Regions from separate parts of the Zea mays genome. Here regions 1 and 2 are each linked to region 3. A link is a contact called in public Hi-C data. All regions are on one chromosome and are shown on one strand. The core of a region is the stretch at or near the end of the contact, and the rest is flanking DNA. Distances in the headings are between cores, read along the strand shown. Region 1 holds the start of LOC100282921 (alkaline phosphatase D). Region 2 holds the start of LOC100281503. Region 3 holds the start of LOC103627372 (plant intracellular Ras-group-related LRR protein 2).

Evidence for each region. Hi-C and Micro-C count contacts between places; a contact is called where the count stands out from the background.
Region 1: a contact with region 3 is called in a Hi-C map of leaf, with 9 times the contacts expected there. The contact joins the promoter of LOC100282921 here to the promoter of LOC103627372 in region 3. A contact is called at or near these places in 2 of 25 Hi-C or Micro-C datasets (ear and leaf).
Region 2: a Hi-C map of leaf shows a contact between it and region 3, with 10 times the contacts expected there. The contact joins the promoter of LOC100281503 here to the promoter of LOC103627372 in region 3. A contact is called at or near these places in 11 of 25 Hi-C or Micro-C datasets (bundle sheath, ear, leaf and 4 more) and 1 of 3 datasets of contacts at active chromatin or transcription factors (leaf).

What each region holds. Positions count from the first base shown.
Region 1 is chr5:183,232,918-183,237,629 of Zm-B73-REFERENCE-NAM-5.0, reverse strand. It overlaps LOC100282921 (alkaline phosphatase D), which reads left to right and starts at 3,318. Exons shown (of 9, transcript NM_001155826.2): 1 at 3,318-3,702; 2 at 3,776-4,003; 3 at 4,607-4,712. The coding sequence starts at 3,583. It overlaps LOC103627362 (a long non-coding RNA gene), which reads right to left and starts at 1,764. Exons shown (of 4, transcript XR_002748283.2): 1 at 1,538-1,764; 2 at 1,282-1,394.
Region 2 is chr5:183,849,884-183,854,114 of Zm-B73-REFERENCE-NAM-5.0, reverse strand. LOC100281503 reads right to left here and starts at 2,667. Exons shown (of 4, transcript NM_001154421.1): 1 at 2,454-2,667; 2 at 2,302-2,371; 3 at 778-1,971; 4 at 1-633. The coding sequence starts at 2,515. The coding sequence ends at 85.
Region 3 is chr5:183,588,841-183,593,436 of Zm-B73-REFERENCE-NAM-5.0, reverse strand. LOC103627372 (plant intracellular Ras-group-related LRR protein 2) reads right to left here and starts at 2,918. Exons shown (of 3, transcript XM_008647663.3): 1 at 2,019-2,918; 2 at 1,485-1,651; 3 at 503-1,395. The coding sequence starts at 2,717. The coding sequence ends at 738. It overlaps LOC100276844, which reads left to right and starts at 3,045. Exons shown (of 2, transcript NM_001150551.1): 1 at 3,045-3,275; 2 at 3,380-3,769. The coding sequence starts at 3,138. The coding sequence ends at 3,532.

The sequences.
Region 1 (4,712 bases), core at 2,069-4,568, 360 kb after region 3:
TACTTAGGAAGGAGCACAACAGTTTCTAGTAGCAAGTGTAAAATATAGAAACGCAGTTGTATCGGAAACCTTGGTCCCAAACAATAATAGGCCGGTACAAACAAAAGAATGATCTCGATGCAGTAACAGCAATAACTGGTCACTTTTAAATAATGAGTATACGGCTTTATATGCCATCAGCAAAATATAACGATATTTTCAACTTACAAATAGAGAAGCAAAATAGTACCATCTACCATATACAGAATGGAAACTAAATGTACAAATGAAGAAGTAAAATAGCACCACCTAGAAAATGTCATTGTACCAATGAATTGAACAATTTTTGGATGTGTAAGCAAAACAATAACATGTAAGGAAAAAAATGACATTCAACAACTGACTTTGAAACAGTAGTAAGTAATCAGTAAATGAGATTTAAGACAGGAGTGCAATGACAATTAATATGAAGAATTTACACAAGCTCAAGAATTTACACCTAAATCTAAATAGCACAAATGAAATAAAAGCATGGTTTTTTGTCACAAACATAGAAATAAAATAGCACTATGTAGGAAATGTCATTTGATGACTAATCACAAATTGAGTAGTGAAACAACAGCATATAAAAAATAGAGAAGTAAAACAATACTATGTAAAAAAATGTGGGTTGTTCTCTTTGAAACAATAGTAAGTAATCAGTAAATGGGATTTAGGACAGGAGTGCATTGAAAAACTAAGCGGAAGAATTTACACCTAAATTCAAGTAGCATGAACTAAATAAAATATGGTTTTGTGTCACAAACAGAGAAATAAAATAGCAGTATGTAGAGAATTTCATTTGATCACTAATCGCAAATGAAGCAGTGAAACAACAGCATATAAAAAAATAGGGAAGTAAATCAATACCATATAAAGAAAATTTGGTTTGATTACTGATTTAGTCAATTGACAAATGGAGTAGCAAAAATAGCAGCATGTAGAAAATGGCAAGCGACCACTTAATTAAATAGTTTCTAGCTAATAGTTGTGTGCATTTATGGGTTGTCTTCGTATAGACAGCAGTACGTAGTCAGCAAAAATGGATTAGAACAGAAGTGAGATAAATACTGAGCTGAACAGTTTGTTAGCACATTTAGAAGAGCAAGGTCGATAACATGAGGAGAGGAGGATGGAAATCTAGCCACGGACGCGTCATTGGTTTCATGGAGCGAGGGCGTGTCCTATCATATTTCTTTCTTTTATTTTTTATTTTTTTTCATTTTCTAACTATGTAAAAAAGGATTCTGTAGGATTTGTCACCTTTGTCGTTCACTTGCTGCAGCAATAGCGTCGACAACGGTGATAGAGAACGACGTCGTTTCGTAGGAGCGGAATATGCGATTGGGAACCTCCACAGTTATCGAACAAATGAACTGCAATATAGAAAAATTACCGAATAAAGGAAATACAGTATTGAAAATCAGTCGCGACGGCGCTGGAGAAGGCTAAGAAGTATGGAGGAGGAAAAAAAGGAAAATATGGAAGATATCGAACATCAAGAACTTAGGGTTGTTACCTGCAAGAGAAGTAGCGTTCACGACGGCGCCTAAGAACGACGATGCGGATAGAGAGATTTGTTGTCACAGGACCTAAGAAGAGCAAGATCGAGAGACTGAGGAGAGGAGGATGGAAACCTAGCCGTCAGGAGCAGTAGACGCGTTCTCGGCTGCCAGGAGCGAGGGCGTGCCTCTCACGTTGCTTTCCTTCCCTTTTCTTTCTTTTGCCCGTTTTCTTATTGGCCGGAGTGTCCAATGCCCAGCCTTCTCTGGAACTTACGGGAGGATTTCTTATTGGTCGGAGTGTCCAATGCCCAGTCTTCTCTGGAACTTACGGGAGGATGTGAGAGGAAAAAAAGGCAGAGTATGCACCGTTCAAAAGGCATCCAATAGACTCTATTAAAAGGCGATATGGACAATTTTCTGTACTCCATTTGGTATCCAACGGCTGAGAAGAAAGAAGTGACGTGGCAAACTCCCTGCACGGCATGGTGCACAATTTTTACTATAGAAATAACGATAATAATAATAATAATAATAATAATAATAATAATAATAATAATAATAATAATAATAATAATAATAATAATAATAATGGAAGGAAAGGAACTATATATTTGTTGGATTTTAGATGTCTAAGGCTGGCTGTGCAGCGTTCATAATGTATCCATAAAGATTAAAGCATCTGATAATTTGCTTGGTGTTGAAGCTTTACTAGGAGTGTAAGGGCTTGTTCATTTCCCTTCTAAATTATATAATTTGTATTATAGTAAAAGAGTAGAAGGATAAAATATTACTTTAGAACTATAAATAAGTTGAAATTAAGATATCATTATGTAGCTTATTTTATCTTATTTATGAATCCAAAATAATATTTTATCCTAGTATTACTTCACCGTAATCCAACTTATATAATTTAGAAAGGAAAAGACGGTGCTCCACGAGCCGTTTATAGGCAATAAATATTTGTGACTCAGGCCCTGTTTGTTTTAGATTATAATCTCTCCAGATTATATAATCTGGCGCAAATAATCCATTAGATAAACAAACAACTAGATTATGAGTTCAGATTATATAATCTAAAGTCCAGATTAAGATAATCTTATAATCTCCCCAGGAGTACCTTATTTGCGATTATTTTGGTAAAAGACCCACTACTCATGGTTATGTAAATAGAAATTACAATATATGATATCCTTCTTTTCTCACCTCAAATAAACAAATAAGGATATTGTTGTCTTTGTAAATAATCTACATTTGTATAATCTAAACTACCAAACAACTACATATAGATTATAATATATCTAGATTATAATTTGGATTATATAATTTAAATTATAATATAGATTATATAATCTATAAGCTAAAACAAACAGTCCCTTAGATCTCTTCTCTGAATGTGAATTGCACAACGAAGTGCTCCACGAGCCGTTTAAGGCTTTAAGCAACAAATATTTGGAACTAGGTTTTCTCTGGTTAGAGCCTATTTGGATTCCAGAGCTAAAACAGAAATAACTAAAATATAGTCACTTTATAAGCTAAAGATCTAAATAAAAAGAGTTAAAAGTAATAAAAATAGTAAAAAATATTTTAGAGCTAAACTTTAATCAGTATAGTTTAGCTCCCGGATCCAAACATCCCCATAACCACAGGTGACAGCTCTGGAAATATCCCAGCTCAAAATGGAAACTAGCAACGTGATGCACTTTGCTGCAACTTGGCTAGCACATGGTGCAAATTCCTGCATGTTGTTCTCTATCTCTAGAAACATCACCACGATCACGGCGTCAGGAGAGAAACACGGCACGCAGATGTCCACACCATTCCAATTTCCACCGCATTAATATTAATTAATTAGTTAAAACGGAACCGGTGAAAAGAAAGGCCAAACAAACAAGGAGCTTCCAACTTTCTTCCTCGCTCTTTCTCTCTCTCCGTGCGTCTGCGGTCTGCCATCGGCATCGCCCCCACCCCACCACCACACGTCCACCTCTCCCGCAATTGGGAATTTCTCCTCACCGCCTCGTCTCTGCCGGGCTCGCTCGTACGTCGCTCCCCACCCGCAATGGCGGCCACTTTCGCCCTCCTCCTTCTCCTGATCCTGTCCTCGTCGGTCCGCGCCGCCCCCGACGCCGTGGTGTCCAGGATCGCCTTCGGATCCTGTGCCAACCAGAGCGAGCCCCAGGTGGTCGACGGAACGCCCACACGGCCATGCCCGCCCATTTCGATCAAGTTGTGACGGGGATTGTTTAGTGCAGCCCATTTGGAACGCCGTCGCGGGGTTCGACCCGCAGGTGTTCGTCTGGCTCGGGGACAACGTCTACGGCGACAACAAGCGCCCATTCCGGGTCTTCGGGAGGGAGCGCACCGTGGGGCCCTGGAAGAACGTGCCGCGCTTCTACCCTTCCACCGAGGAGGAGCTGCGGAGGCGGTACCAGCTCGCCAGGGCGCAGCCCGGGTACGCCAGGCTCAGGGAGAGGGCTCAGGTCAGGCCTCCGATCCTTTGTTTTCTCGCCCATGGAATGTCGGAGCGGCTCGTCTTGATCCTGTAAAGATTCAACACTCAACAGTATGGATATGCTGACGATACAGCATTACAATAATGACAAACGTACATAAAATCGAATATACTAGAATGCACTCCCAATAATGGCAAACGTATATAAAATCGAAATACTAGAATGCACTCCCCAGTCCCGAGTTGGTTCTATGGCAGCGTGTTTGGTTTGAGAAAGGAGGTAGTTCATCATATTCTTACTCCTAGCTTTCTTGTTTGGTTTATGGAATAGAATGAGTTGATTCATCACTATTTCATTCTTCGTAGGCTAATAATTAGTAATAATATAAAAAATGAGTTTATTTCACTAAATTTGTGGAATTGACTCATGATGCACCACCTCATCTAGAATGGATTGCTTTTTTAAACCAAACACCCTCTTAATCTCCAACTGTGGGCTGGGTGTCACTTTGTCTCTTCGTTTATTTACAGTTTATGTATGTTCTACCCTTACGGAGACTTTGCAACACTGCTTCTTTCCTCTTCTGAAAGATGGCAAATTGGTGTCACCACTGAAATTTGCTAATTGCAGGTTCTTGGAACATGGGATGACCATGATTATGGATTGAATGATGCAGGAAAAGAACTTAGTGGGAAAGTGATTGCTCAAAGGCTTATGTTAGATTTCTTGGATGAAC
Region 2 (4,231 bases), core at 1,418-3,917, 260 kb before region 3:
ACTCGTAGAAGAGACAGACAAATCACCCTCAGGAAAACGAGAGAGAGAGAAACAGGAGATCACAGGAGCTAACACTGTCTGCTACTAGTGGCTAACGCCGCTTCTGCCCAGCGGCCACAGCTTGCTGAGCATCCGCCTCGGCTTCCCGGCGGGGATGGCGCAGAACGCCCTGAACCGCAGCGACGCGCTGCGCGGTAGCCCGGCCTTGCGCGCGAACTCGTCGGCGTCACGGTCCTCGTCCTCGTCCTCCGCCAGCTTCATCCGCAGCGTGGCGATCTTGGACGCCGCGCGACGGAGGCCCTCCACGCTCCAGTCGTCGCCGGGGGACGCGCCGGCGGCCAGCGCCCGGAGCCGCTGCTCGTCGACGCGGTCCGCCTCGTCGTCCTCGGACGACCCGGACTTGGACAGCAGCGCCCGGATGTTGCTCGGCAGGTCCGCCGCCGCGGCCACGGCGTGCCCGCCCGACGCCAGCGCCGCGGCGCGCGCGTGCTCGAAGAACAGCACCTGCACCACCACGCGCAGCGGGAGGAGCTCGTTCTGCGCCGCGTGCGCGCACGCCTTCTCCGACAGCTTCCGGCAGTTGAGCACCCGGCACAGCCGCTTTCTCGCGCTTTTGCTCATCTCCGGATGCGCCTGAAATAGTTAACCAAAAGACAGATTAATACAGTAATAAAGATCACGGCAGTGTGTAATCACAGAAGATTGTCACATAATCCAAAGTGGACCTTTTATTTTATGACCATATGCTAGATGGAAACGCAGAAAAGAATGAGATACCTTGAGGTATGTGTCGACGACTTTGTACATGCCATCGTGCTCCGGCCGGGCGCTGTCTGGCACGGCCTCGGCAATGGCGAGCAGCTTGTCCATCGGCATGTTGGGGTCCTTTGCGACCTCAATCAAGAACCCGTCCACCAACTTGCCCACCTGCACCAGACCGCCCTGCGACACGGGTGCGGCCGACAAGGAGCGTCGCGTGCCGTCGAAGCTCACGCTCTCCGCCGAACGGGACCGCCGGTGGCCGCCCGAGTGCGCCGGGCTGTCGTCGAGGCTCCCGGACAGAGCCAGCGCCGGCGCCGGCGGGAGCGCGGCGCACCGCAGCGCGAACTCGTCGAGGATGGCCGACACGGCGCCCACATCGTACAGCGTGTCGCTGACGCAGGACAGCGACGGGATGAGCAGGTCGGAGACGCTGGCCTCCTCCAGCTGCCACGCCACCCTCCTCACCAGCTCCGCCCTGGACGCCTTGGACGCGCCCAGGATGTTGGCGGCCTTGAGCAGCTTGAGCAGGAAGCCGCAGGAGACGGCGTCCCTCTCCGCGGGGAGCAGGCTGACGATCTTCTCGAGCAGGAGGCGGTGCCTCGTGGCGACCTGCTTCACGTCCGCGGCGTCGCGGTCGAGCGGCTGGTCCTTGGCGACGTTGGGCAGCCACCGGCGCGCGTACGCCTTGAGCGCGTCGCCGACGGTCTTCTCGTGGACGGCGCCGGTGGCCTTGACGGCGACCATGATCCGCCAGAAGAGGTCGACCCCGAGCTCGGCGACGTCGTGCGCCCACCACGGCGACGCCGACGTGGACGTCGGGGCGGTGTCCGGGCTGGCGACGAGGGCGGCCACGGCGTCGACGCAGCGGGACGTGAGGCCCAGGTCCTCGCAGAGCGGGGCGTGGTGGCGCGTGGAGTGGAGCACGCCCAGCGCGTCCTTCCAGCGGCGCAGGAGGCAGGAGGCGAGGAACGCGTCGAGCTTGGCCGCGAGGTTGCCCCTGTCGGCGGCCTCCGACATGCCGAGGTGCGCCGCCGCGCACCGCAGCGGGACCAGGTTGCGCGCGCTCACCGTGATGGTGATGCCGTAGCAGTACTTGGCGCAGGCCTCGAACGCCTCGGCGCCGCCCGGGAACCCCGGGAGCTCGACGACGACGTCGCCGGCGTCGGCGCACAGCGCTTGCAGGAGCATGCATTTCGAGAGCAGGGGGAACTGCGGCGTCCAGGCAAGGCATGCACAGGACGGACAATGGCAAGAAACAGAAAGAGTCTTTAATCTCAAGATCGGCCGGGGGGGACTTCTCCATTTCCTAGGGGGCCGTTCGTTTCTATTGGAATAAACCCGGTTTCGTTCCAACTCATCAAAATTTATATAAATTAGAGAAGTAATCCGGCTAGGAATTATTCTGGGTCTCCAATCCGTGAAAACCGAACAAAGCCTAGACGGGATCCCACTGTATGGAACGATCCTAACTAAAGATTCAAATTCCTGAATAAAGGCCAAAGGGTGGGCACGATCTCTGACGATCCTTGAGCTAATTACCTTGTGGAGATGGTAGAGGCAGTTATCCACGAGGATCTGCAGGTCCGTGGCCACCTCCGTGCAGACAGACCTGGACGACCGCACGCACAGGATCATGAAACGCACGCGGAGCAGAACCTGATGGAAGCGAGATCGCAAACCAAAGCACGCACCTCACGGAGTCGGCGGCGGCGAAGAAGGTGTCCGGCCGGGTGCCGAGTCTCATAAACTTCATCCTGGCCAGGGCCCAAAGCTCTCCGCCCCCCCACTCCTTCGTCTCGGTCGCTATGCTAAAACGGGAGCCTCTGAACCTTTCAGTGGGCGAGGAAGAGGGGTTGGTTGCGAACACTTGGCCGCCTAACTTCGTGTAGAGCCCTTGGAAATGGCCTCTCTGGTCTGGTGGCTCGCTCTACTTATATCGTGGCGAGGTGGCTGGGGCTTTGGAGGCAGGAGAGAGAGAGAGCCGAGGGCCCGAGGCCAGGAGTAGACGAGGCAGGCAACAGTTCCGATATTTTTTTAGTTCCTCAGTAGTAATATCCTAATCTGAGGTGTCTTGAGATTTCGATCATCAGGAGTTTGCATGGGAATGTGCGCCGCAAATGCAAATCAGTGCTCTCGAGTTGGACAAGTGAAAAAGAGGGACCCGAGTGGCCGAGCGCCCGAGCAGCAGGGCTGGGATGGGCTGGCCGCTGGCATGGCACACGGTACCAGCAACCAGTTCTTGCCGCAGTACAATGCTGAGCTGATCTATCTATCTATCGATTTCACCCTACTTGATGTTTACGGAACCCAAGTAGGAATTTCAGCTCCACGCTAGGCTAATGGGATTCTTTATGTACATCGATCACCCTAGCGCGCGGTAGTGGTAGTAGCTATAGTAGCCTAATCGATTTCATTAGCGTTTTCGGCGGGCGAATGCGCTTGAGTGTACTTGCCTTGTTAAATAGGGCGGTGGTCGGGTCGGGTGGATGCATCGCCTTTCAACAACTTTTCCTCCCCGCCACTAATAATAAGAGCAAATATAATAACAGTCGGTGGTGCGTGGTCCGTATAGGTGTACATTTGGGCCGGGTCTGATGGGCCGGCCCGAAGCACGGAAAAAAAAGCACGGCCCAGGCACGGCACGGCCCGAAATAATTTAGTGCCGGACCGGCACGGCCCGTTATATCGGCCCGGGTTTGGGCCAAGGTCACGGCCCATGGGCGGGCACGAGCACGGCCCGTTTAAGGCAGGCACGAAAAGGCCCATATAGAGGCACGAAAAGGCTCATATATTTATTAAAACCACACTTCATTTCGCACTTTCATATACTTGATAAAGAACACAAAGCTAGAGATAATGCTAGTTAGATGTTTTTTGTATCTTTGAATTAGATTGTGTGATGTAATTTTACTTTTGTTATGAACATTAGACAATAAACTGAACTTACGAACTTTGTATACAGCTGATTATACTCTTTTGTATATAGCTGTGGTAACTTTAATACAAATATTAAGTTTGATTTTGTACAAATTTATTTGTCTTATCTTTTATTTGTTTTATTATTTTTTTGAATTTAGGGCTCTAATATGAATTTTGGGCCAAAAATTGAATTTCGGGCCCTAATGTGAATTTCGGACTTTTATAATTTCGGGCCGCCCGAAATAAGCCCGGCACGTTTAAGCAATTACGGGCCGGGCCGTGAGCCGAGGGCTAGGCCCATGGGCCGGCTCGGCACGGCCCGAAATTCAAACGGGCCGTGGGCCGAGGGCTAGGCCCATGGGCCGGCTCGGCACGGCCCGAAATTCAAACAATACGGGCCTTTTTGGGCTTGGGCCGGGCCGGGTCGGGCGGCCCGAATGTACACCTATAGTGGTCCGGACTCCGCATGAAGGAAAAAGAAGAAATAACCGAACCTTGGACCTGCACGTATGTCCCTTTTTCTCGTTTTTATATATTCAATAGAGTCGCA
Region 3 (4,596 bases), core at 1,669-4,168:
AACTGGTTTATAGAAATTAAAGTGGTTCCATACATACCAATTTATGCCCTAGTTTATAGAAATTATATTTTTAATTTCTTAAAAACCAAGAAGCTAGTCTCTCCTAACTACAAGATAAAACCAGTTATTTGAAAACTGGATTGTTTCTAAACATGACCTTAATCATGCTATGAACAAATGCTTTTGATATCAATATATGCAATTAAAACATAATTATTTAAGCAATTATATGGCTAAGTTTGAAAAGGGAAAGTAATATTATCACAAAAATATGAAAAAAATGGTGCGCGTTAGCTGCGGTGTAGTTGTCCCATAGCAGTATTTTAGGGTCTGTTTCGTTCACTGTCTAACTTATCATACTTTAGTTAACTTTTCTATCTAAGTTTAGTTCTTTAACACGAACGACTAACATTAAACAAAGTGTGGCGCAGTTAGCCACGAAGCAACAAATTCTTATTGTTTCTTTGCCTGTTGCGGCTATAGATAGCACATACAAACAGGCTGAAGGAAATTATAACAAATATAAAAAATGTCATAATAAGAAAATTACAGCAAGTATAAATATAAAAAATAATATGTCATAGATCTTTACACACGGTCACTCAACTGGTAAAGTGGTAAACTGGTAAGCAATGAAATTTGAAAAGCAATTAAATAATGTCTTATCATCCTCACAAATAAACAATCTGCTGTTATTTGAATGGTAATGGTCGGGCGATGGTGGTGCCAGCTCACGTTCAGAACTGTTGCTGCAGGAACTCGTCCTCATCGTCCACCTTCTCCTGCCCGACAACCTTCACCGTCACGTCCGACACCCAGGTGCTCAGCGACGACACGCTCCGCGTCAGCCACTCCCTGGGCGTGGACGCCCTGGGGCTCTCCGCCACGGCGGCCGCGTTCGCACGCCGCCGCTCCTCTTCGGCAACGGCCTCGGCCCACCGCCTCGCCATGTACTCATTCACCGCGACGACGCCGTCGGCGACCACCTCGGGGGGTGGCACAGCGAGCGGGTTCTGGTCCAGGCGGAGTCTCTCCAGCTTGGCAAGCCGGCCGAAACAGTCCGGCAGCGCACGGATCTGGTTGTTGCTCAGGTCCAGCTCGCGCAGGCCAGCTAGGTCGCCGAACGATGGCGGCAGGTCCCGCATGTCGCTGAAGTTGCTGCTCAGGTCCAGCGTCTCCAGCGCGGACAGCTGTCCGATGGCGGCCGGTAGGCCGTGGAGCTCGTTGAAGTGTGCGTCCAGGAGGCGCAGCGATCGCATCTCGCAGACCGACGACGGTAGGGAGCGCAGCTTGTTGAGGTGCACGCGCAGTATCTGCAGGTCCACCAGCTCGTGCCCGATGCCTGTCGGGAGGTAAGCCAGGGCGTTGTAGCTCGCGTCCAGCTCCACCAGCGATCTGAAGCTCCGAGTGGCACATCCATCAGAACGAACGTTTCTTGGTGGAAGTGGAACAAGAAGCAATACAATGGTTGGTTGGCTGTTTACCTGCATTTCGAGATGGTGTCGGGCAGAACCCTCAGCCTGTTGCCGGAGACGTCGAGGATCTTGAGGTTGGAGAGAAGGCCAATGGAGTCTGGAAGAGAAACCAAGTCGTTGGAAGCGAGGCGGAGTTCTTCTAGGTGTTCGAGCCCACCAATCGCGTCGGGAATCACCTGCGAATTCAAGCAAGGAACATCACTGTTGAAGGCGCCAAACAGGGAATTCGCCCGTGAACTGAACTGCCACAGCGCCACATGTGTAGTTTAATTTAGATCCGTTTGAACGCGAAAATTTAACCGAAATTGTACAGACCTTTTCATGTGAATCGGTTTAAGAATTTCATAAAACCACTTTAATTCCACAGAAAACCACTTTAATTTCAAAGCACTTTGTGCAATGTGCAAGGGAGAATGAACTTCGATATGATCACTACAAAATACTGCCATTCGACCAATCCCAACAACTCATTCAGAAAATTCGTGGACGTCACAATGCATGATGTAGGGAGACGGCGCGAATGCTTAGGTACGAGTCCCTAACCTTGAGCTGGTTGCGGGAGACGTCGAGCGCGAGGAGGCCGCGGATCCGGCCAATGGGCTCCGGCAGTAGGCGCATCTGCCGATCGGCGAGGTTCACCCGCTCCACCACCTTCCCTTCCCCCGCGTCCTTGAGCACCCGCACCACCTCCTCGTCCACCGCCCCGGAACCCTCTTCCCCTTTGCCATCACCGCCGCCCACCTTCTTGATGTCCCTCCCGTGCATCGCCATCTGGTACACGTGCTCCAGCTTCCCCTCCGCGTCGCGCAGCAGGGCGCCGTACGCCTCGTGGTCCTCCTCCAGCCGCACCACCTCCCGGCACTTGGCCAGCTTCTCCTCGTCGAGATCCTTCGTCTTCACGTCCGCGTTGGCGTCTGCCTTCTTCCCAGCATCGGCCAAGCGGAGAAGTTCGCGGGAGGCGTCGACTTGCTCGTGGTCGGGCCGGGGCCCCAGGAGGCGGATCGCGTCGCGCGCCGAGGAGACGTCGGCGACGGCGCGGGTCATGGCAGACAGCACGGACGGGTGGCGCAGGCCTGGCATGCGCCCCACCAAGTCGATCTCCGCGGCACCCGACGGCGTGCGCGGGGACGGCTGCTCGAGGTCCCGCTCGCGCGGGGACCTCGGCGTCCTCACCGCGGGCAGCGAGGGGAGGCGGGAGAGCACGTAGGCAAGGATCGGGTGTGACTGCGGCGTCGGATCCATGGCGGCGGCTGCGACGACGACGACGCGATCGTTCTCGTTCGCTCCCGTTGGCGGGATCGGTGGCTCGCGAACGGAACGGATCGGAGGAGACGAGAGGACGAGCGAGTCGTAGGATTTCTGGATTTGGGATCCGGACCGGAAAACCGGGAAATTTTATTCGAGAGCTTGAGTGAACGGCCGCGCGTTCCGGGGTCCGGTCCGGACGCGAGAATTGGCAGCTACGATGGGCCGTAAGAAGGGCTTCTGCCAGCGGCACACAGAGACGAAAGCCCATTTCAGCCAGTAAGAAGGATGGCATAATAACAGGCAGCCAAAATTGAGAGTGACAAAATAGCAAATTTCTCGGCTTCCGCCACACCCGCTCCAGGTCCCCTCCCCCAAACTGAAACGAAGTTGCGGCGGTCGCGACTGAGTGCAGAGATGCTGCAGTTCCCGGCGCTGATGCGGCAGTGGCCATCGCCGGCGCTGATCCCGGCGTCCACGCTGCTCCCCGTGCCGGCCACCTCCCAGGAGGACGAGCTTCTCCTCTCCATGGCCGAGTCCGACCTCGAGGATAAGGTGCAGTGGTTCTCTCTATTCCCTTGCCCCTTCTCCAACGCTCCCGATGCCGACGGGGTGACTGACTGACGCTTCCTTTGTTTCTCCCTTTGCTTGCCTCTCAGCTGAACGAGATCCGGAAGACCAACAGCCACCTGGTTATCATCGGGAAGCCCACGGGCGACACCAAGGAGGAGTACGACGCTGAGGTGGAGGACGACGATGCAGACAACGTCGAGGAGTCTGACGGCGACGACTTCGACCAGGAGACCGGTTGACCCAGGTGGCTCCCCCGTGCTTCGTCGGCGTCCTTGAGCGTCGTCATCCCCGCTGTCCAGTCTGTATTTCGCAATCCCTGAGTTGCTCCTTCTATCTAGATACGCTGTTACCCTATTTTGCTGCTGTCTGTTCTCAGGATCTGAGCATGTCCTTGTCGTGTGGACCTTGTGTATGAAACAAGTACATGATTAATCGGTCCAATTTAAATGCTATATTAGTTTCCTCTATTTGTGCCAGATACTGCTACTTCTTACCATTTTGTTGTTTGTGTCATGACCAACAAATCCTTGTCAAGATTCTTACACTGTTCTATTTCTTTTGTGGTCGAATCTTCTTATATGAAAATTTTGAAGCACTGCTTTACAGAAAAGAGACATCAAGGAGCGAATTAAATTGAGCTATTAGTAATGTCGACTTGCCGTAGTAACACTCAAGTACTGTAATTGTCAGGTGTCATTAACCTAGACATTCACATCGAGGATTCCTTTAAAAAAACAAAGTGTTCTATATGAGTGTCCTCTTAGCAGTTGAACTATAAAGTGTTTGTTGTCAGTGTGTTGCTGGAATGTGCTTATTAATTTTCATTGATTGCCTGTTGATTTTCTATACTTGACACCCAAAAAAGCTTATTTACTTTTCAGTTCTCTAATTTAATAAGACCAGTTTGTCTACTGTGTTATTAGGTATGCGTATTTTGAAGCTATGAATATCGAATACATTGTGTCTCATTTTCCTCATTCTCCTTTTACTGAACCTGTACGTAAAATTTCATCAACATTTGATGATCCAAACTCCAAAGCTCTGACATTATTACAGGCTGTACAACACAGTATGCCATAGTCATAATAATATAATTACCGCAAACTGTTATTTGCTTGTTTAGTATAATAATTCAGTATCATCTTCCACGGTTCCACCTATATTTTTTAATTCTTGTCAATCTTAAACTTTTTTTTGTCATATAATTTCCTGCAGAGGAATGAGCTCTTATTCTAGGATGATTGGCAATGAACAAAGTCATGCGATATCATTACAATTTACAAGAATAAATTTGACCAACCAT